Linked DNA regions of Mus musculus: all the other regions are linked to region 1. A link is a contact called in public HiChIP or PLAC-seq data. All regions are on one chromosome and are shown on one strand. The core of a region is the stretch at or near the end of the contact, and the rest is flanking DNA. Distances in the headings are between cores, read along the strand shown. Region 1 overlaps Ebf1 (early B cell factor 1). Region 2 overlaps Ebf1 (early B cell factor 1). Region 3 has its middle 200 kb from the start of Gm22284. Region 4 has its middle 210 kb from the start of Gm12159.

What was found. HiChIP or PLAC-seq counts read pairs in DNA pulled down with a chosen protein or histone mark.
Region 2: a RAD21 HiChIP or PLAC-seq map of pro-B cells shows a contact between it and region 1, with 4 times the contacts expected there. The contact joins two enhancer-like sites. A contact is called at or near these places in 1 of 15 datasets of contacts at CTCF or cohesin (pro-B cells), 3 of 484 Hi-C or Micro-C datasets (embryonic stem cells and uterus), 5 of 115 datasets of contacts at active chromatin or transcription factors (embryonic basal ganglia, embryonic limb bud and embryonic stem cells) and 1 of 9 other capture datasets (embryonic stem cells).
Region 3: a RAD21 HiChIP or PLAC-seq map of pro-B cells shows a contact between it and region 1, with 7 times the contacts expected there. The contact joins two enhancer-like sites. A contact is called at or near these places in 2 of 15 datasets of contacts at CTCF or cohesin (large pre-B cells and pro-B cells), 3 of 484 Hi-C or Micro-C datasets (the C10 cell line, large pre-B cells and pre-B cells) and 1 of 115 datasets of contacts at active chromatin or transcription factors (large pre-B cells).
Region 4: a RAD21 HiChIP or PLAC-seq map of pro-B cells shows a contact between it and region 1, with 7 times the contacts expected there. The contact joins two enhancer-like sites. A contact is called at or near these places in 2 of 15 datasets of contacts at CTCF or cohesin (large pre-B cells and pro-B cells), 3 of 484 Hi-C or Micro-C datasets (large pre-B cells, pre-B cells and uterus) and 1 of 115 datasets of contacts at active chromatin or transcription factors (large pre-B cells).

Annotation. Positions count from the first base shown.
Region 1 is chr11:45,006,118-45,011,135 of GRCm38.p6, reverse strand. Ebf1 (early B cell factor 1) reads right to left here. Exons shown (of 16, transcript NM_007897.3): 16 at 3,040-5,018. Among named protein-coding and RNA genes, the nearest start is that of Gm51859, 80 kb to the left of the region's middle. Within about 2 kb of position 2,840, at least 28 of the 459 cell types and tissues checked have an H3K27ac peak or open chromatin away from gene starts, as enhancers often do. A contact at or near this core is called in pre-B cells and pro-B cells, where this site is marked.
Region 2 is chr11:44,704,244-44,709,049 of GRCm38.p6, reverse strand. All of the region lies in intron 6 of Ebf1 (early B cell factor 1), which reads right to left. Among named protein-coding and RNA genes, the nearest start is that of Ebf1, 89 kb to the right of the region's middle. Within about 2 kb of position 1,564, at least 54 of the 459 cell types and tissues checked have an H3K27ac peak or open chromatin away from gene starts, as enhancers often do. A contact at or near this core is called in pro-B cells, where this site is marked.
Region 3 is chr11:45,439,150-45,444,196 of GRCm38.p6, reverse strand. No RefSeq gene overlaps it. Among named protein-coding and RNA genes, the nearest start is that of Gm22284, 200 kb to the left of the region's middle. Within about 2 kb of position 1,991, at least 13 of the 459 cell types and tissues checked have an H3K27ac peak or open chromatin away from gene starts, as enhancers often do. A contact at or near this core is called in pro-B cells, where this site is marked.
Region 4 is chr11:45,321,568-45,326,400 of GRCm38.p6, reverse strand. No RefSeq gene overlaps it. Among named protein-coding and RNA genes, the nearest start is that of Gm12159, 210 kb to the right of the region's middle. Within about 2 kb of position 2,545, at least 14 of the 459 cell types and tissues checked have an H3K27ac peak or open chromatin away from gene starts, as enhancers often do. A contact at or near this core is called in pre-B cells and pro-B cells, where this site is marked.

The DNA of each region.
Region 1 (5,018 bases), core at 1,591-4,090:
AAGTCTCCCCACTGTTTATGAGGATAATAAATGTGTGCTGTGACATAAACAACAAGAAAATATAAGTAGAGCAGAGATGGGAGACCATAGATGACAGAGAGACATGGAGAGAGGTCTGCCTGAGATGGAGCAGAAGGTCTCTGGCAGGTCAAGATCAGAAGCAAAATGAGTTCAAATAAGCTTAGGTTTCCCCCTGCAATAGGGTGAACTTGGGGGCTGATTAGAATGTAATATATTGAGGAATGAACAATTGATCGTGTGAAAGAGGGTGGAGGTGATCATTTTGAGATTTTGAACATGGCATGCGGAAAAGAACTCATTTCTTTGAGATTTTATGTAAAAATGAATTCATCTGTGATGGGTCTTCTGTGAAGCAAGAGGAATCATGGTAGGTTTTTTAGTGTGGGTTTGTGTCTTGAGCAGCCTCTGATGCCTGCAGCCAGCAGGGTTCCACAAGAACCTGATCCCACTTTCCCAAACCCCTATGGCCGGTAATTTCAATCCTTGGTTTATCTCATAGTGAAGTCTCAAGGTATTGATCATAGTTGGCTATTATACCATAAGGACTGCTCAAGTGACACCTTCAGTAACTTGGACTTTTTGCCAGAAATCCCAAAATGACACTTTAAAGGGACAAGAATGTAGATATATATATGGTTTATGAGTATCACTTGCATGTATATATGGACACCCCATATGCTTATGTGCAGTGCAAGAGGAGGCCAGAAGAGGGAACTGAATCCGTGTTAAATACGATTATGATCCATCATGTAAGTGCTAGGAACTTAATCTGGGTCCTCTACAAGAGCAGCCAGTACTCGTAAGTACTAAGCCATCTCTCAAGCCACTAACACTTATGGTTTTGAATCATTGCTTCTAAATTGGATTTCAACATTTATAAAGTGAAACATCATCAACTCCAAATGCTGGAGAAAAGAAATCTACCAAGTCCTAAAGTGACCAAAGGATGTGAAGACCATACATTCTGGTGAGGGCAAATTGTCTGGAGCAACTCTGGCCATATGTTCACTTCAGATGCAGCATGTGATTGCTGGTGGCTGTATCCAGCCCCTGCCTCCCCTTCACTCCCTCCCTTCTCCCATCCCTCCCTCCTTTTCTCTCTCATGGATAAATTCTTTCTGTCTCTCTCTGTCTATCTATGTGTGTCTCTCTGTCTCTCCTTCTCTCTGCCTGTCAGCTTAACCCCAAGGAATTTTGCCAGATTTAAATACACCACCGCCTTTGTGAACATTCAGGGACCGTGAGTTTGTGAGTTTGTCAGAGGCTCTGCGTGAAGGCACCTCAGCTGATTGGCTCCTTAGCATCTAACACACCAAACCCATGCTAGGTGCCCAGAATATGCTGTGAATTGGAGTCGTTGTGCCCCACAAAGTCACTGTGGGCATCTGTGCACTCCACTCACACAGTCTCTCTGCTCTTGGGTGCCCTTCATCTTACTTCAAGTTCAGTCATCACACTGTCAGCCATTCTGCCTCGGCTGCTCACTCTTTCTGCCTCAGCTCAACTACTACTTTCTCTAGAAGACTTTTCCAGAAAGTCCTTAGATTATGTCAGACCTCACGATGTTATACCTTCAAAGCATTCTTGACTCGGACCTCAATACCCTCGTTAGATGTTATGTGTGTTGTGGGTTTATGTCAATTTTTCTATTGTAAGCGCCAAGAGTGGGAACAATGCCAGTGTTCTTACGAATGGGTCCACTACTCCTCATCAAGGGTCATAGGCATGCCAAATGCTTGAGGTTTAAGGGAACAAATGAATGAATGAGTGAATGAATGAATGAATGAATGAATGCTGTCAAGAGGTAGGCCTTACGGAGTTCTAAGCCAATTCAGAGTGTGGTTATCTGTTTTTATTCTGTGGAGCTCTGGCATATGTCTGCCTCTTGCAGTTTAAGCATCATAGACATGGATGACGTGGAAGCGGGTTGTCTTGTCTGGCACCACATGCATCCTGAAGTCATCCTGAACCTTTTGCTCAGTGTTTCTCCTCTGCAACTGATACAGAATTGAAAAAATAGGGGATGGCCAAGCTGATCAGGTAGGAGTCTCCATGGAGACAGGACAGCAGCTTCTGTATGTTCTGGCTTACATGGGGTGGCCTTTCATGACCTTACCTTGGGCTGTATTTCAGGGTAGTGCCATAGCAGTGCCTCCCACAAATGAATGTGCTGGTGGTTATGGGACACCCTCTTAGGTCTGGCCATGGAGTTTCTGTTGGTCGAGGCATTTTGTAAGCGCCATTAACCTCATCGTGTCCAGTCATTGCAAAATTAGTGAAGACATGGAACGTACAATGGAAAGATGTATCCTTAAATGACCCGGTCCCAGATGTGTGTATATCTTCTGTGGACCTATGAAGTTTGCACAACGACTGAGTGCCTGTAACTTTCAATTCCAGACAGATGTGGTTTTGTCAACCAGGAAAAAGAAAAAAAAAACTATTATCCACACAAAGTTTATATATATATATATATACATATATATATATACATATATATATATATATATATATATATATATATATATATATATATATATATATATGTTCTCTAGTCACACGTCTCATCAGCAAGCCAGGGCACATAATTAATTGACCAGGAGGCACACTGGGATTAATTAGCAGTTGCATAGGAAGAGTTTAGCTCAGCCTTCCAGGGCAGAGGATGGTGTTCTAGAATGACCAGTTCCTGGATTCCCAATTCAGCCCCTATCATGGGGGGAATCTCACTGTTCACTGACAATAGGACTGGGGGCTCTTGCCACCAATGTGGGCCAGCACGTGCACACCTGGCTCATGCCAGCAGAGGGCAGCAGTACGCTGTGCGTGTTCAATTTGCATTCCAAATTAGCAGATCCCGGTGGGACCTACAAAGAAAGGAAGTGGGTGCCCCAGGCCTAGGCTAATTCTCTCTGGGTGTTAACACTGGCCCGAATAATAGCAAACCCGGGCCTTTTGCAGTCCATTGAGTGTTGCTCTTCTCTTCTGCCATAGAGAAATGAACACGCCACTAGGAGCTGCTATCACAGACAGGAAGTAACTTTAATTAAATATCGTGAACGTTGAAAAGTTTTTTACAGTTTGAATTTTTGAAAAAAAAAAAGGAGAAGAAAAGAAAAGAAAGAAAGAAATAAAAAAGAATGAAATATAACAATCTCTACAGTAGTTGAGTGCTCTAACAATTGGATTGTACAGTGTGTGTCTATTGAAAACGTTTGAAAAGAAGGTGAAAGATTTGCAGAATGAGTTCATGGAGCTGCATCCTACATTGTGAGGCCGGGCATGGCGTGGACATATCCAGTCATCCAGAGGCAGGGCTCTTCCCCCAAAACGGAAATCTGAATTGAATTCTCTACTCCATCTTCTTTTTAAAAGCCATATTCTGTATTTAGGGGGCTATATCTTAAAGGGACTTAAAAACAAGATTTTGTGTAGAAGAAAGTGGTTCCTAAAACCAAACTACTTCTCCATCGGCTAATCAAACAGAAGTAACAAAACACAATTGATACACATTTTCTTTTTAAAGGCTCTTTGGGCTTTCCAGTAAAGTTCTCATCACGTCACAGCACGTGGCTAACAGATTGGTGGCGTCTTTTGTCAGGGTCTGAGCCGGACACCTCACCGGCTTGCTGCTCGTTCCTTTGCAGACAGTTGTCTGGCTCACCAGACAAAATATGGCTTTAGACGTTAGACATCTTGAGGCCAGCGCTTACCACACGAATTCAGACAACCTTTCTGAGTACGGAGAAGCAATGCTAAACCTTGCTTATATTTTTTTCCAGTTTCTTTTTATTTTTATTATTATTATTATTATCATCAGTTGTCATTATTATTATTTCTCACCATGAAAAATCAGCTTTCCTCCCTCCCCTCCCCTACCAACCCCCCCAACTTCCCTCCCCTCCCCTCCCCAACCCATAAAAATCCGCACTCTGACAGTCTAGTGAAAACCGTTGAAATCCATCCGGGCATGCACAGTCGCAGCTTTGTTAATGTTCTCTTGCTCTACTAGAAAAAGTAACATTGTCTTAAAGTAACAAAACAGTTCTTTTGTGCTTTTCGATTTCTCTCTTTTTTTTTCTTCTTTTTCTTTTTTTTTTTTCTTAGAATGTTAGTGATGGCTGACAGTTGGGGGGGGTGCACAGTACAATGTACAGGTGAAATGGATATGATTTGCATTGTTAAGGCATCCAATCTGCTGGTTTATATTTATGTGAAAGACAGAGAATATACAAGCAGACTTAAGAAAGAAAGTATGTTCATTGATCTCTATGAAGTTTCTCCCCCAAATTTAATGCACAAAATGCGTCACTCCAAAGGGAGAGATTCCATGCATATTACTAGAGTAAAACAGCGTTTTTGTATGCTTCCAAAGCAAAGGGTACATTATTTTTAAATCTACAGAACTAAATACTACAAGAATAATATGCTACTATTTTTTTGCCATATATTGGAAAAAACTTCTTAACTTACAAATAATACAAAAATAGACAATGGCTTTTGGGTGGAAATAAAAAAATGAAGCATGGTTTAAAACAATACTAAAAATACCTATAAATGAATTGTTTAAAAATCACATTGAAACAGCTAATACAACTATAAGTGACCAAACTATACTTGCGCACTGTTCACAAAGCAAACACACACACAAAATAAACTAGGGGTGGGGGATGGGAGGAAGGAGAGAAAAGCAATGTACAAATTCCAAAGATAAATACATTATTTATATGGATATTTTACAAAATCCCCATTAAAACAAACAAACAGAAAGCCTTTGAATTAACTTTGCAAGTATGTGCAAGCTAAAGGTAGTGCGCTTTTTATTTCTTTGCAAAATATGCAGTATAATTCTTTGCGTGTGTGAGATCGAAAATCTTAAGACATTAAAATGTATAAATAAAACAACTTTGGCAAAAAAAAAATCACAAAAGAAATCTACAGTATTTATAACTACATACAGAAACAGAAGGGCAGAGGTCAGCAGGAACACGCCCCCT
Region 2 (4,806 bases), core at 315-2,814, 300 kb after region 1:
AAGGACTCAAGTGAGGAAACCTTGTGATAGTCTTGAAGATAATATAGAGATGGAAGAGAGGAAGAGAGACAGGAACAGAATAATGTTGTAGGTAGGATTCAAATCTGAATACACAAAGTGGCCTGAACCATTATAAAATCTCAGTCACAAACTCAAACCCAACTTCAGGTCTTCCCATGCCCTCCAATGCAGTATCCCACTCGCTTTCAGTGACACAGTTGCTTCTTCTTCATGTGCCTACTGTTCTGGGACATTATTCATCTTCTTGTGTACAAAGAGGAAATGGCTTATGCTTGGTTTAAAACCCTGGAAAACACTCCCCCCAGAGCAATGACCAGTTTGTATCTTTCGAGCAGCTGAGATCAAAGTGATTTAAAATGTTTATTTTTAAAGTAAACCATTTACACCAATCTATGGGAAAAAAATTTTTTTTCTTTAAGACTTGTATTCGTCTTCGTTAAATCTTTACAGGCAGACCGAAATCACCTGGAGTATCTAAGGTGGCCTTATCAGGATGGTGGGACCTGTTTGATCCGGCGCTATCTCCATGTCATCTCCATAGGAAGTGGAAATAAGGCTGGGCAGGAAAATGCAAAAGACCAGACCTTGCTAGCCAGATGCACCTTGAGCCTGGTCCTCAAAGGATAGACGCCACATGGCTCTACCTGGAAAAAAAGTAAACAAACAAACAAAAAAACAAACAAAACAAAACAAAAAACCCCACAAAAACAAAAACAAACAAACAAACAAAAAAACCAGAATGGTGAAAGACACCGTTTCAGGGAATCTTTTACGAAGGTAACCTTTGTGACTCTCCAGCTTCTTTCCCCAAAGAAGGAATTCCTAACTTAAAATCCAGCTCTTAACACATTATAGCACATGCCACACAACAGTAGATAGGAAATTCCACAAGGCCCTTGGGGGAGGGGGAGCCCACTCCTCTCCTTTTCCCATCTGAAGGGTGATTTGAATTACATGGGGAGGGGGTCGCTTTATCTTCGGGAGGAGGGGCTTTCCCAGCCCCCTGGCTTTATTTCACATCTCAGGCACACAACGCTTCTTTTATGAAAACCCAGCTTAAATATTAATGTGTGTTTTCTTAAGGAAGTGGAAGGCAAATCAACTTCCTGGTAACCAGGGTATCTGATTTCTAAAATGGTCTAACGCTGATTGTCACAGGTCTGCCAGATGTGAGGGCTAAACCTCTGAAAAAAAAAAAAAAACGGAAAGGCAGGCTTTCATGCCCACTGCTGTGCGGGTCCCCACTGCTGTGAGGGTCCCACGCCTCCTGGAGTTACATCCTCTGCTGCTGTGTTTTTGTTAGCTCGCTGCCGGAAGTCCTCAACAGCCCAACTTGTTTTCTGATCCTTTAAGGACACTCCTAGCCCTCTGTCAGCCCTGAAATTGAGAGTGTGTTTGTGTTGGTAAGTGTGGTGGACTAATTAAAATAACGAGAGTTATCTTGAGCAGGGCCACTTGAACATAACGGGAAAGGAGGTTACCCAAGAGTTTGCTACAAAGCCTATTTTGAGTCAACCTTTGTTCTGTACACTCCTGTTACCTCCTGCATCCAGAAACAATGTCTTTTGTTACCAACTCCCCACCACCACCTCCCTTCTGGAAGGCTGGGTTTGTTTACTGACATTTTCAATACCAAGCAATACAAAGGGTATTTCCTTATATTAACTCCAAATGTCACCCCCCCCCCAAAAAAAAAAAAAGAAAAAGAAAAAAGAAAGAAAGGAAGAGGAAAGAAAAGAAAGGGAAAGAAAAGAAAAAGAAAAAATTTGCCTGTAAAGAAGCCTGTCTCACCAGATAAGATACCAGTAGTTCAGAATACACACACACACACACACACACACACACACACACACACACACACACACACACACACACAAAATCTTGCTCTTTGATTTGGACTTCATGGGTCTACCAGAACCTATGTTTCACCTTTTTTGCTATGTCATTTCAAAGCCACTGGCACTTCATTGCTTGGTCCAGAAGAGGATGGGCCACTTTTAGCTGCTGCTTTTAAAATGCTTACAATGAGCCAGATATGGTAACACAAGCCTTTAATCCCAGCACTCAGGAGGCAGAAACATATGGAGCTCTGTGAGTTCAAGGCCAGCCTGGCCTACAATCTGAGGAACTCCAGCTCTCTGTACTCAGAGGCTAAATTATGACCTGTGCCCCTTCAGTTCATATATAGAAGTTCTAACTGCTAGAGCCCTAAGTGTGAATGTATTTACAATAGTGTGTTTAAAGAAGTAATTAAAATAAACCAAGGTCATTAGAAGAGCCCTTATCTAGAATGGCTGTTGTCCATAATATATGAATAGGTCAGCAGATACCAGCACGGCAGAAAGAGACAATGCAAAGACACAAGAAGAAGATGGTGTCAGTTAACCAAGAAGGAGGTCCTCCGAGGAAGGCAGCCATGCTGACACCTTGACTCTGGCCTCCCAGATCTGTGAGGAAGTACACTTCTGGGGTTTAGGTAGTCCACCCTGTGGCACTTCCTTGTGACAGAGCCAGCTAGCACTTGGGTACCCTCAACAACTGATAAGCTTAAAAATAAGTCAGGGCTGGAAAGATGGCTCAGCAGAGAGTGGATAGTGTTCTTGCAGAAGACCTGAGTTCCCTTCAATCCTCTGGAAGTCTAGATCCAGAGGGACCTGATGCCGCTGGCTGCCAAAGGTGCCCACGTATAGTCATACATACACGTAATTCAAAATAATAAAAAATAAATCTTTTTTTTTACTTTAAAACAGACCTCTACGCTACCAGAGAATAATACATAGATAATAAATCAATTTTCAAAGAGATTTTACCCTATAAATATTCATTAAACACTGAGGCAAATCTAGAGAGCAGGGATGTGAACCAAACTGGGCATAACTTCTGTCCTCACTAAGCTTCCAGGCTGAAGGAAGAAGACAGACACTAGATAGACATGTAAGGAGCACAACATGAATACTCTATTAATTAACACTCCCTGATGGAGCCCAGCCCAGCATCAGAGAGTGACTATAGGGAGAGAGGGACTCACAGGGCCTCCTGTAGGGTGGGTTTGAACCATGAGGTCTAGGTAATGGGTAAGGAAGGCCCTCCAGACACAGCTCTAGCTCCAGAAGAGCCCAGGGCATGAGTGAGATTGGAAGGCCTGAATGTCATGTCTGAGGTGCAGCAGAGGGACAGAGCCAGCGTCCCATGTGCACATGAAGCTGAATCCAGATTGATGTAACCATTGAAAAGACAATGAAGGATTTCAGCTTACTGCCCCATCTCCTACAGTAACTACAAGACCCAGCCTACACTAAAGGCAGGAAACATTTTCTATCCTATGTATGTTGTTCACACACCTTGTGATCAAAGGCATTGACTCTGAATGAAAACATTCCGTGTTAAAAGAAAGGGGGCCTCCCAGGCCATTGGCAATCTGGATGGATGTATAGCTAGACCCAGAGTGGGTAGATTCACATTTATCCCCACTCCTTTTAAAGAGTGACTTCTAAAATTCTCTTCAGCTGTGATAGCATCAACACTCAGCTTTCTGAACACATAGTGTAAAACATTATCTTTTATGATTTCTTCTCCCAGTCTTTGGGGATTCATGGTTAGTGAATCTCAGCACTTCAGTCTCACAGAAACAGACTGAAAACTTGAGTTCTGCAGAAGCCTCAGGATTCGTGAGAATTGCTTAACAGGAATGGTACATGTATGAGAAGATGCAGCAAAGGGGTGTTTTCTCTAGTGACTGTCACCATGTATACAAAGTTAACAGACAGAAGGAAGGCTTAGTCATGTTACAATTTAAAATAGCTACTGTGCTTTGAATGATGCCAAATGCTTTCCAAAGAGCCACACTACTTCTCACTTAATTCTTGTAGTTTGGGACAAATAGAAAGATCCAACTGGCTTCCCAAGACAACCTCAGTGACCAAAGTCTGTTGTTGACCACGGATGCCTGTTTCCTTCTTTATCCTGACGTGATAACATTGCCAATATTGATCTGGACACCCAAAATAAAAACTGCATATTCCAGACCCCCTTAAAACAATGTCACCATATGATCAAACGGTAGCCAAAGACACAAGAGGATAGTGGATGTCTGCAGTATCCAATGTCATTGGAAGGAAGGGGTCCCCCCTGTGCCTTTCTTCCTCCATTCTGCCACTAGGGATACTGCAGTGATGGCCATGGTTCTATCCTTGGTGGCAGGAACAGGCTACCTTACAGCGATGTCAGAAGACTGTGGTACAGGGAGCCTGGTACAGCTCTACCTCTGCTGTGGGTGACTGACCTCCTAACCTCATTTATATGAAAGCAGTGCAGTTTGTCTTCTACAGGCCACTGTTCTGTGGTTCTGAGACAGAATGGAGGTTCTCGTACTTGCAGCCAGAGAGGATCATATAGGTTATACTCATCTAAAAAAAAGTAAATTATGATCCTGTTCTACTTTTTTAATCCTTAAAAAACGATCAAAACTCACCTATAGGTATGGTATAAATCAAATAATAGGATTCCACTGTAATGGCTCCTCAATAAATGTTACCTTCACCTACTTTATTCCTCATACAACATAACTCACAGCTGACTACCACAGTATTCCATAGCTTTACTGATTGATCTCCAAGATCAATCAGTGTAGCACCAATATCCAGGCTGCACTCAAAGTTGACATCTACATCTGACACTCTTAGACATTCCAGGGGTTCATCTCAGAGCTGAGCTTGAAGCATCTTCGAAAGAGAACACAAGGCCTGTGGGTCCTGTGTGTGGGTAGCCTGGGATATATTGCCTTCC
Region 3 (5,047 bases), core at 742-3,241, 430 kb before region 1:
AGGATGACAATGGAGAGGTGATGGGAACTGGTCTCTTCTTCACGTGGATGCTGAACCCGCAACTGAGCCCCAAGACCTACTCTGCCTTTGTGAATCAAGTTGTATTTGGCCATATATTTGCTTAATATTTAAGTAATTGGGGGGGGGGGCTAAAGTTTCTATTCTTTGGTGTTAAAGCCTCCTAAATAGGACCCTGTGATGCATGAGCCGTTACACCTGGTGTTGAGAGTACAGTAGAGGCATAAGAAGCTAAAATAGCATCCCCATTTTCTTCTCAGTCTATTTGGGAGTGTAATCTCTAAAACTGGTACAAGGAATGTTTGTCTGTCTTGGATAGTCAGGGTAGACTTTGCAGAGGTACTCATTTTTAATCTGAAAAACTGGAGAGCAATTTGGATTCGATGAGACCCAGTTCACAGGAGAACCAATCAACATTTCCAGGCAAAGAGAAGACTCTATAAAGGGGCAAAGGACAGTTGAAACAGGATGGTGTTTGCTGGAGTGGTTGCTGAAGAGAGGCTGCTGTTACCGATGCTGTTGAAGAGGGAGGGTTACTTGGATCGCTCCTCAGATGGACTTTTGTAACAATTGTGATTAGTAGCTGTGGAGAAAAAAAAAACTGTCTGAAAACCAGTGGTCGGGCTGGAGAGGTCCGCCAAAGGTTAAGAACACTTACTGCTCTTGCAGAGGACACAGGTTTAGTGTCCCTCACATGAGGTAGCTCACAATCACCTATAACTCAGGTTCCTGGGAATCTAATGTCCTCTTTTAGCCTCTGCAGCACGTGCACACATGTGGCATATAAAACTCTGTCTCCCTCTTTAAAACACGCACACATGCACTCACGCACTCGCGCGCATTCACACACACACACACACACACACACACACACACACACACACCTTTATAAAACAATGACAACACTAAGGAATTGGTGTTAGTAGTCAGTGTCATTCATTGACTTCTTGCTAGGTTAAGTTTGTATGTGTAGAATCTCACTCAATTTCATCATTGTTTAGTGAGAAGCTCATAAAGTGAGAACTTATTATTATTATTATTATTTTTTACCAAAGCTATATTTAACCAAGGCAGAATCGGGTATAAGGGCCCATCCAATTTCACATAGTAAGTATAGAAGGGGGGCACATCTTTGGGCATTTTAATTCCACACCAGTCTGCTGGGGGCATAGACAAACCCCCTAAGCCCTTTGGCATAGAATGTGCTGGACCTCATATATTGGGTATCTAGCAGCGTCTGTGACTCTTGCTCATCAAGTACAATGGCTTTCAGGAGCTACAACACAATTGCATTTCAGAGGGTCTTGTTTTCTATTTCTTAAAGAAGCTACACATATTAAAAGCAAATATGGTGATTTTATGCGTTAACTAAGTGTTGTAGTTTGAACTTAGCCATACCAATTGGGCACTTTTGGCAACACAGTTTGTACAATAAGCCAAGCACTTACAATTTATGTAATCATTTATAATTTAAAATACATGCCAACACAGATTTTACCTCATTGAGGGGTGGGGCCTTATGAGGCTCCCCCTCCACATGAGGAAATGTTGATGGGCCCAGTTGAAGGCTTTCTTTTAAGGCCGTGCATATGCAGCCTAATGTTCTGTGAGGGTATAATACATATTAACTATGTTAACTGCACCCCACATATACATGCCCTAAAATGCAAGGATGGATCCAGAGATGAATAAAGGAGAAAATATTCAGGGAAATTCCAGTTCCCCCCAGTTTATAAAAGGAAACATTTGAAGAACAAGGAGAAAAGGGAATACTTGCGACTTGCGATTCAGAGGTAAGGGCAAAGAACTGGATCCTATGAAAAGCAGAACAAAGACAGAGCTGTCAAATGTCAGCTTGTCAAAGGCAATTAAGAGTAGTTTCAAACAAGTGAGGCTGATAGGAAAGTGAGCAGAGGAGGGAGACTCTCTGGGGCCACAGGGGAAGAAAGTAACACGGGTAGGGGTAGGCTGGGAGGCGGTACCAAACCTAGCAAAATCTCCACGGCTGGTTCTAAACAGCATGGCCTGAGTTCTCAAACAGAGCAGGGACCAAGTGGGGGGAAGGACCAGACATTCTGGTCATTCATGTAGAACCTCAATGACACACCCAGATAGTCGGCATTCAAGTCTCGGCCACTGAACCACGCAGGGCAGTGAACTGGCTCTTAGATACGTTCTTTGCCTTGTCTGTTACATGGATCTCAGCAGAGCTCCTGATCCTTGCAGAACTGAAGGAACGATGGAGTGAAGTCATGCAAACCAATGTTTCACATTGCTCCACACACACAGCAAACTGTTCATCAGTAAATATCAGTGATGTTGACAGCACCACTGTCTGGACAAGAGATGCTAATCAGTCTTCCATTCTCTGTCTGGAGTCTTCCTCACTGGGTGGACCACAATGCTTGCTTAGGATGGGCCTTTGAAACTGCCTGTGAAATGAACGAATAGCTCTTTTCCCTAGAATTATCATTATCATTATTATTTTGGTTCAACCACTTTTGCAGTTGATTTGCACGTCCTCCTGCAAGGGAGTATACAGTGGTGAGAATTTTAATGCATGAGTGGTTTGGACAACAGCCCCAAATGTCTTATTTTTACTACATATTATTATAGCACTACATTCATGGTTAGGGGTCAGCTGCCATTTCCTGAGCTTTATAACATGCCTGTTTTAATTAACATCAAGCTAAATTTTGGCAAACAGGTGGTCAGCCCAGATGTGAATGTTATTTTTAAAAGTGCCTTATGGCTGTTAAATCTCTCCTTTTTTTTTTTTTAAAAAAAAAGCAAAACCTATATGAGTGTGGGCATGTGGTGGGGGAGGGGACAGCAGTGCAGTAAAATCTGAAATACTGATTATCTCAGGCTTTCCTTAGGCAAGCTTCAATGACGACAAGAGGCTTTCAAAATTATTAAAATATGTGTACATAGGCCATGGACTAATAAATTAAATGAAAGCCAGAATTACAATAAAAACGAGGTGGCCACACACTGGACAGATAAAAGAAAGTATATAGAGGGTTACACATGCTCTGTGTAGCTTAGAAAAATAAGTGGCAGAGTATGAGTGTCAGGCCACAGGAATGCACTGCATGCAGGTTTCTACTCTTAGAGATATGACAATTTGTTTGCATGTGTGTGAACAGTGGTCACACAAAACCCTTCACCCCCTTTCTTACACATGTACATATTTATAAACCCAATCATTATAATATAGGTTTAGATAAAATTAATCTCTTGGGGTCCTATTTTCTTCAAATTCAAGTGTGGGCATGTGTGTGTGTGTGTGTGTGTGTGTGTGTGTGTGTATGTGTGTGTGTGTGTGTGTGTGTATGTGTGTGTGTGTGTGTATGTGTGTATGTGTGTGTGTGTGTGTGTGTGTGTGTGTGTGTGTGTGTGTGTGTGTGTGTGTGGCAGGCTGAGAACAACTTTGGGGAGTTGATTCTCACCTCTGCACCTTGTTTTTGAAGTACTATTTCTCTTGTTATTTTTGCCACTGCACACTCCAGGCTGGCTGGCCTGTGAGCATCCTGGTACTTCTCCTCTCTCAGCCTTGCATCTTCTGTATCCATTTTGGGATGTTGGACATACGCTACCACATGCAGCTCTTTTACAGACATTCCACTGAGGACTTCGGGTTGTCAGGTTTGCCCATTTGCCCACTGAGCCATCTCCCTGGAACTACTCTTATATTTTTAAACTAGACCCTGTGATTCATGGCATCTTTGTTGATACTGCTTTATCCTGGTGTAAGTTTCATGCCAGGGCCATGACTTTGACCTTCTGAATGGTTTATCAAATCCTCATTTCTCTTTGTTATCCCTTCATCTATGTTATGGCTCTCTCAGTCTGGGCCACTGTAGTAGAAACAGCCTGGTGCAGCTACATCTGCTGATGCAGGCCTCTAAATCTGTTATCTATATATCACATACAGCATTATTTATTTAAAATGAAATTTAAGCATATTCTTTCTCTGGATAAACATCTTATGGCATTTAGTCATCCCACTGGATTAAGTTAAAACTCTTAATCATGGCCTTCAAGGCCTGGGAAACCTTGGCCGTGCCTCTAGCTCCTTCCACAACCTTCTGGATTTCTGTGCTTTAAATGCCCTGATTTCCTTCTGCCTCCTGAATTTCCTACATTCTCCATTGACGCAGAAACTTGGCGTATCCTGTCTCCACTTTTATTTCCTCATTATGTAATTAATTGGACCTAGGGTTCCTTAGCTTGGTTACAGTTCTTGGGTGAGAAGGCATGTATGAGTGCAGATGTCACTGGGAACAGGAGCACACCTATCACACAAAGGTCTAAATGGCATGCTTTGTGAAGAACATCTTTTGGTACAGAGGAAGATAGAATAGCATCAATTCACTAGCCATCAATTTCTAGCCAGGAAGATGGAATCCATAACAATTCCTAGTTTTCTATGTGTCTCACTTCTCCAAATCCAATCTGCTTTATATAGTGTGATAAATAATATCATTCCCATTCTATACATGACTAATGGAGACAAGGAAAAATTGAGAAATGCCTTCAGGTAAGTCCAGTTATTATGTCCTCTTTCCCTCACTATAACTATATCCCTGAGACACCCAAGTTTCAAAGAAAAACATTCACTTGGGGTCGGGGTTATGGAAGTTTTAGTTCAAGATTGAGAAGTCTCAGTTGTGGGCCTCAATACTTAAATATAAATAAGGGAGAAAAAAAACCCCAGCTAGATGGGGTAATTGTTCCCAAATCCCTTGGGGGGAATTGTGAAACCTTAGGACTTTCTACTTGACCTTACCCTTGAGGATCTACAAGTTTACCAATGGTCCTCCTCTGGAACCCAAAGCTTTAATTTGAGAGTTACAGGTGCACTCATCTAAACCACAGTTACTCATTGTTCTGGATCCAAATGGAAGCTCCATTTGGTTCCAAAATTATATACATATTAAAATTTCTTATCAATGTTTTATAAATAATTTATTTTTATAATATTCTTTCTCATCTTTCAACTCCTCCTAGATTTTTACTGCTTCTA
Region 4 (4,833 bases), core at 1,296-3,795, 320 kb before region 1:
TAGGAAGAACTAAGTGTCAGAGTTTTTAAGATGTCAGCGAACTGATCGTCCCCAATCTTTTGAGCATGATTGATCTGAATGCAAAGCCCAGCTCCTTCATTGGGCAATTTGTTTAAAATCTCTGAGCATCTGCTTTCTATGCCTGCCTTGTGGCATGACTAAGAGGATTCAGGTCCACAGAAATTAGTAGCTGGAAGGCTGGAGCGATGGTTTCCTGGTGAAGGGCGCTTATCGCTCTTACAGAGCATCAGAGTATGATTTTTAGCATCCATGTCAGGAGGGTCCTAACCATGTATAACCCCAGATCCAGGAGATCTGGAGGCCCTCTTTTAGCATCCAAGGGTACCTGCATATATGTGGATGAGCACACACACACACACACACACACACACACACACACACACACACACACACACATACACACACACCGAGAGACACACACAAAACCAGCTAATTAAAATATTAACACTTAAATGAACAACCTGACCCCAAATGATGTCTACATTAGACATATTTCAAACTCTGCTTTCCCAACCCCGTACATTTTGGTTTACTTATGTTCTTCAGAGCCATAGAAGCAATAAGTGACCAAGTGACCACAGTGTGTATTGTTAATGTGGTTTGGACAAATGATTTCCAGAAGTTACACTGAAACTCTTCTCCCTTTCTCAATTCTACAAAGCAGACTTTCTGGGGGCACTTCACCATTGTATTGTGAAAGACAAGGGCAGTGCCATATATGCCTATTTATAATCCTGGCATTTGTCTGGCTTGGGCAGGAATTTTAAGAGTTCCAGGCAAGCTTCAGCTGTATATGGAGTTTGGGGCTAGCCTGAGTTATAGAACCTTTCTCAGAAGCAAAAACACAAGGAAGAAAAAGGAGGTAGTGAGTCTATACACCTACTCAGTCCAAAAAGAATACAAAGAAAACTGAAAACTCACCCTGGATAGATAATCCAGAATGATCACCATGCTTTCTTTAGAGTATCTCCTGATGAGAATTTTGAGAATCCAGGTCACTCTTACCTCATCTTTAGCTCTTTGAAACCCTGGGCACTAAGTCCATCAGTGCAGCCCTTTCTAAATTCCCCTTCCCTAGGTCCCTGTCCGAATGTGTGATTTACTTCCCTTATAGAGTCTCTAAGGTAGGCTAGTTCTCTTGTAGGGGCATGGGCTACCAGTCCCAGACATGGAATCTGTCCTTCAGTTATTCCATAGCACTTGATAGGCCTCTCACAAACTCCCCAATACACATACCTATTTGTGTTTTGTCTTATTGTTTTATTTAGAATATAAGTTAATTGATCGTATGCTGTTACCTTGATAATTTTTGTACTTGTAAGTGTGCTCACTCATGAGAAAGCTATATCTGATTTGTTTATGGATTCTATATGGATAATAATAAATGTCTCTGAGTATGGCAATTTCATATAGGACAGTATGATAGTTAATTTTCATTGTTAGCTTGACTGGGATTAAAGTCACATGGGTATGTCTGTGAAGGTTTCTTCACAAAAGTTTTACTGAGGCCAACCAAATGTAGAGGCATTGTCCCCTCAGGCTGGGGACAGAAAGTGGAGTGGGCAGCTGTGTTCGTGTCTTGTTGCTTCATGACTGAACACAGTGTGGCTGTCTTCCACATACTCTTGTCCCATGCCTTCCTGTCATTAACAGATTCCCTCAGAATTATGAACTGAAACACACCCCCAATTTTATGTTGGGTGTTTTACTGCAGAAACCTAAAAAGCAATACAATTATTTTTGGAGATAGTCTCCCAAACTGTAGTTCAGGCTGGTCTGGAACTTCCTATGTAGTCTGAGCTGACTATGAATGTGTGGTAAACTTCCTGCCTCAGCTCCATGAATGCTGGGATTTAGGTATGAGCCCTGATTCCCTGTTCTTCCACAGTGCTCAATTCATAGAATCCCCTGGAAACATTCATTAGTCATCCTTACCATCCATTGATCACTGTGGTATTTTGTGAATCATTCTTGCTACTTCTTACCTATCACTTAGTTCACTAATGTTCCTATTTCAGAGTCACGAGCTGAGGCACAAGGAAAGTGAGGTGGTAACCAGAGGCCATCTCGCTAGTGCAGAGCAGAGCAGGGTAAGCAGTATGTGGATCCTACAAGACTCAAAGCTCTTGATGTGAAGAACTGAGTAAGAGAAGCATCTAGTTGGACTCTCAAGCTGGAGATGGGGAAATGACAGACTGACAGTCAGTATTGCTCTCTCAGGTCCTATGGGCTATAAATGCAAAGTCGATGGTGCCAGTAAATGAGAGAAAATTTAACCCTCAATTTGTGTCAAACTCAAGTTCTGTAAATACTAGTTAGATCTCATCAAACCACTTGTCAAAGTGCCAAGAAGGGTTTCATTTTTTAAAAGCACATGCAACTTCTTTCAATCTGCTTGACTGGCCAAGCCAGGAAAAACAGGAAAAGGATTTTATTCTGTGAAGATCACCCCCACCCTCACTGTGGTTGTTGGGCCAAGCCGGCCTGCCAAGTAGACAGTTAAAAGAGTCAACCAGGTGTGGGCAACGTCTCCAAGGCTGATACAGAAATAGGCATTAACTTTAAAGCCACTAGCTTTAATGTCGGGGAAGAACATGTAAGGCGTGCACATGTAAGGCGTGTCTAGTCAGAGAAGCTATCATGACACAAGCCCAAATGGGACAAGACATTTATTTGCATTAGATCCTGAGGTCCCCATGAGAGAGCTATGGCGAGGGGATCTTTCTTTCTTCACAGTGCTTAGCATTTTAAGTCTGGTGGAGCAGGCTGGGTAGTTATGACTCATTTTATGAAAGGAAGATCTTGAGATTCCTGCAGTAAATACCTGGGAGAGAGAGAGAGAGAGAGAGAGGGAGAGAGAGAGAGAGAGAGAGAAACAGAGACAGAGAGACAGAGACAGAGAGACAGAGACAGAGAAAGAGACAGAGAGAGAGAGAGACAGAGAGAGAGAGAGAGAGAGAGAGAGAGAGAGAGATCCAGAATTTGAGCAACTCAACTTTCATGGTATATGGGATTTAAAAAGCAGAAGATTACAAAGTTACACTGCCTGGAATATCTGAAGTATAGATCTTCCCCTTTCTCCCTCCCTTCATCCCTTCTTCTCCCCTGCCTCTCTCTGTCTGTCTCTGTCCTTTCTCTGTATGTATCCATGTGCTGCTATCTGCTTTGGATCTTCTGGTTTCAAGAGAACAAACCACAGATACATACATACACACACACACAAATGCACATACACACATATACATGAATGCACATACACACATATAGAAAGAGAGACAAGGATAGAGATAGATAGAGGCAGGGGAGGAGAACAGATGGAGGAAGAGAGAAGGGAGAAGATCTACACTTCAGGTATTCTGGGTAGTGTCACTTTGTAGTTCTATTGAATCTTCAGCAGGAATTTGCACTGGTAAGGGCCAGAACATCCAGGTCTCTGTGGGATATAGTTTATTCTACACCAACCCATTGTAGCAATAAGAAGATTTTCTTGTCTCATTAGAGTTTTGGCTTCACTAATCAAGAAAGACAAAAGATGAACGCAGAAGTTTACATTTGGGAAAGATGCTCAGGATACATTGAAACTGAGTTCCTGCTGAACTAACCATCATGAAAGCTCTACATAGTGCTATTGTGTGTGTGTGTGTGTGTGTGTGACCAGTGTTGGCAGGTATAACCATATCATACCCAAGGACATAACAATATACAATCAGTTACTGCAGACTTTCTAGACTCCCATTGCCCTTAAATAGGTAGATGGATCGCTGGATTGTAAGGTATAGGCTTAGGGTAGACTGGAGAGTCCTCTTTAAAAATGAGGGCAATCATAGAGGAAGTAAGCCATTAGGAAGTCTGCACAATCGAGGTTACTTCTAAACCCGTCCTTAATGAGAGAGATGAAGAAAATAAATTTGGTCAATTAGAAAGTAATGAAGACCTTGCAAAAAAGGACTATCGACAAAAGGCCAGCAAGGGAATTCTTGAGTAATTTGAGTGTAACACACACTGTACGAATCAGCAGGTCAGAGTGGTGTGCCTCCCTCCGAGAAGATTAAAGGCATTGGTACTGGGCCCGCTCAGTTTCTCTCCAGTTATTTCTCCAACTAGCAAGCAAAAATTTGATCTGAGATGAACCCAGAGGATAGGGAAATGGGGATTCTCAACTTCAAAATCATGGTGATTATTCAGCCGAGGCAAGCCAAGGCCTCAGCAAGAGAACTGGGCCCAAAGGAAAGATTACCTCAACCTCAAAGAGAAAGAGATGTGAAGGGCAGACTAGAAAAACTTTACTGTATAAACCAGTTCATTCTTTCTTTGTTTCCCCCCAAGGTAGTATCTTTGTCTGTATTTCAGGCTGCCTTCTATCTTACAATCCTATTTTTCAGTCTCGGAAACCATGGGTTTGCAGATGTATATCACAGGGTTCAGTGTCCCAGCTTAGCCAGTTTTAGAATTAGATTATCAGAAGGCCATGCAAGTGGTTCCGGGTAAATCTCTCCCATTTATGCTGTCAGAGGGAATGACAGTGAACTATGCTCTTAGCAAGGCAGATGATGAACACATCCTTTGTTTTATTTGTTCTGTATCCATCAGGGAAAATTACAGAGCTCAACTCATCTAGGAATGCATTCTGTGGGTTTGCTTCCATAGTGTGTGTTCATGTGTGTGCAGAGGTGAACATGTGTATAGCAAAGTACATACATGTGTTGAGTACATAATGGGGCTTAAGAGTTTTCAAAGTCATGACAGATACATAGTGTGAGTGTTGACTACTAGCTTACAAGATATTCCAGATGCTGGTCTAGGACTTGGTAT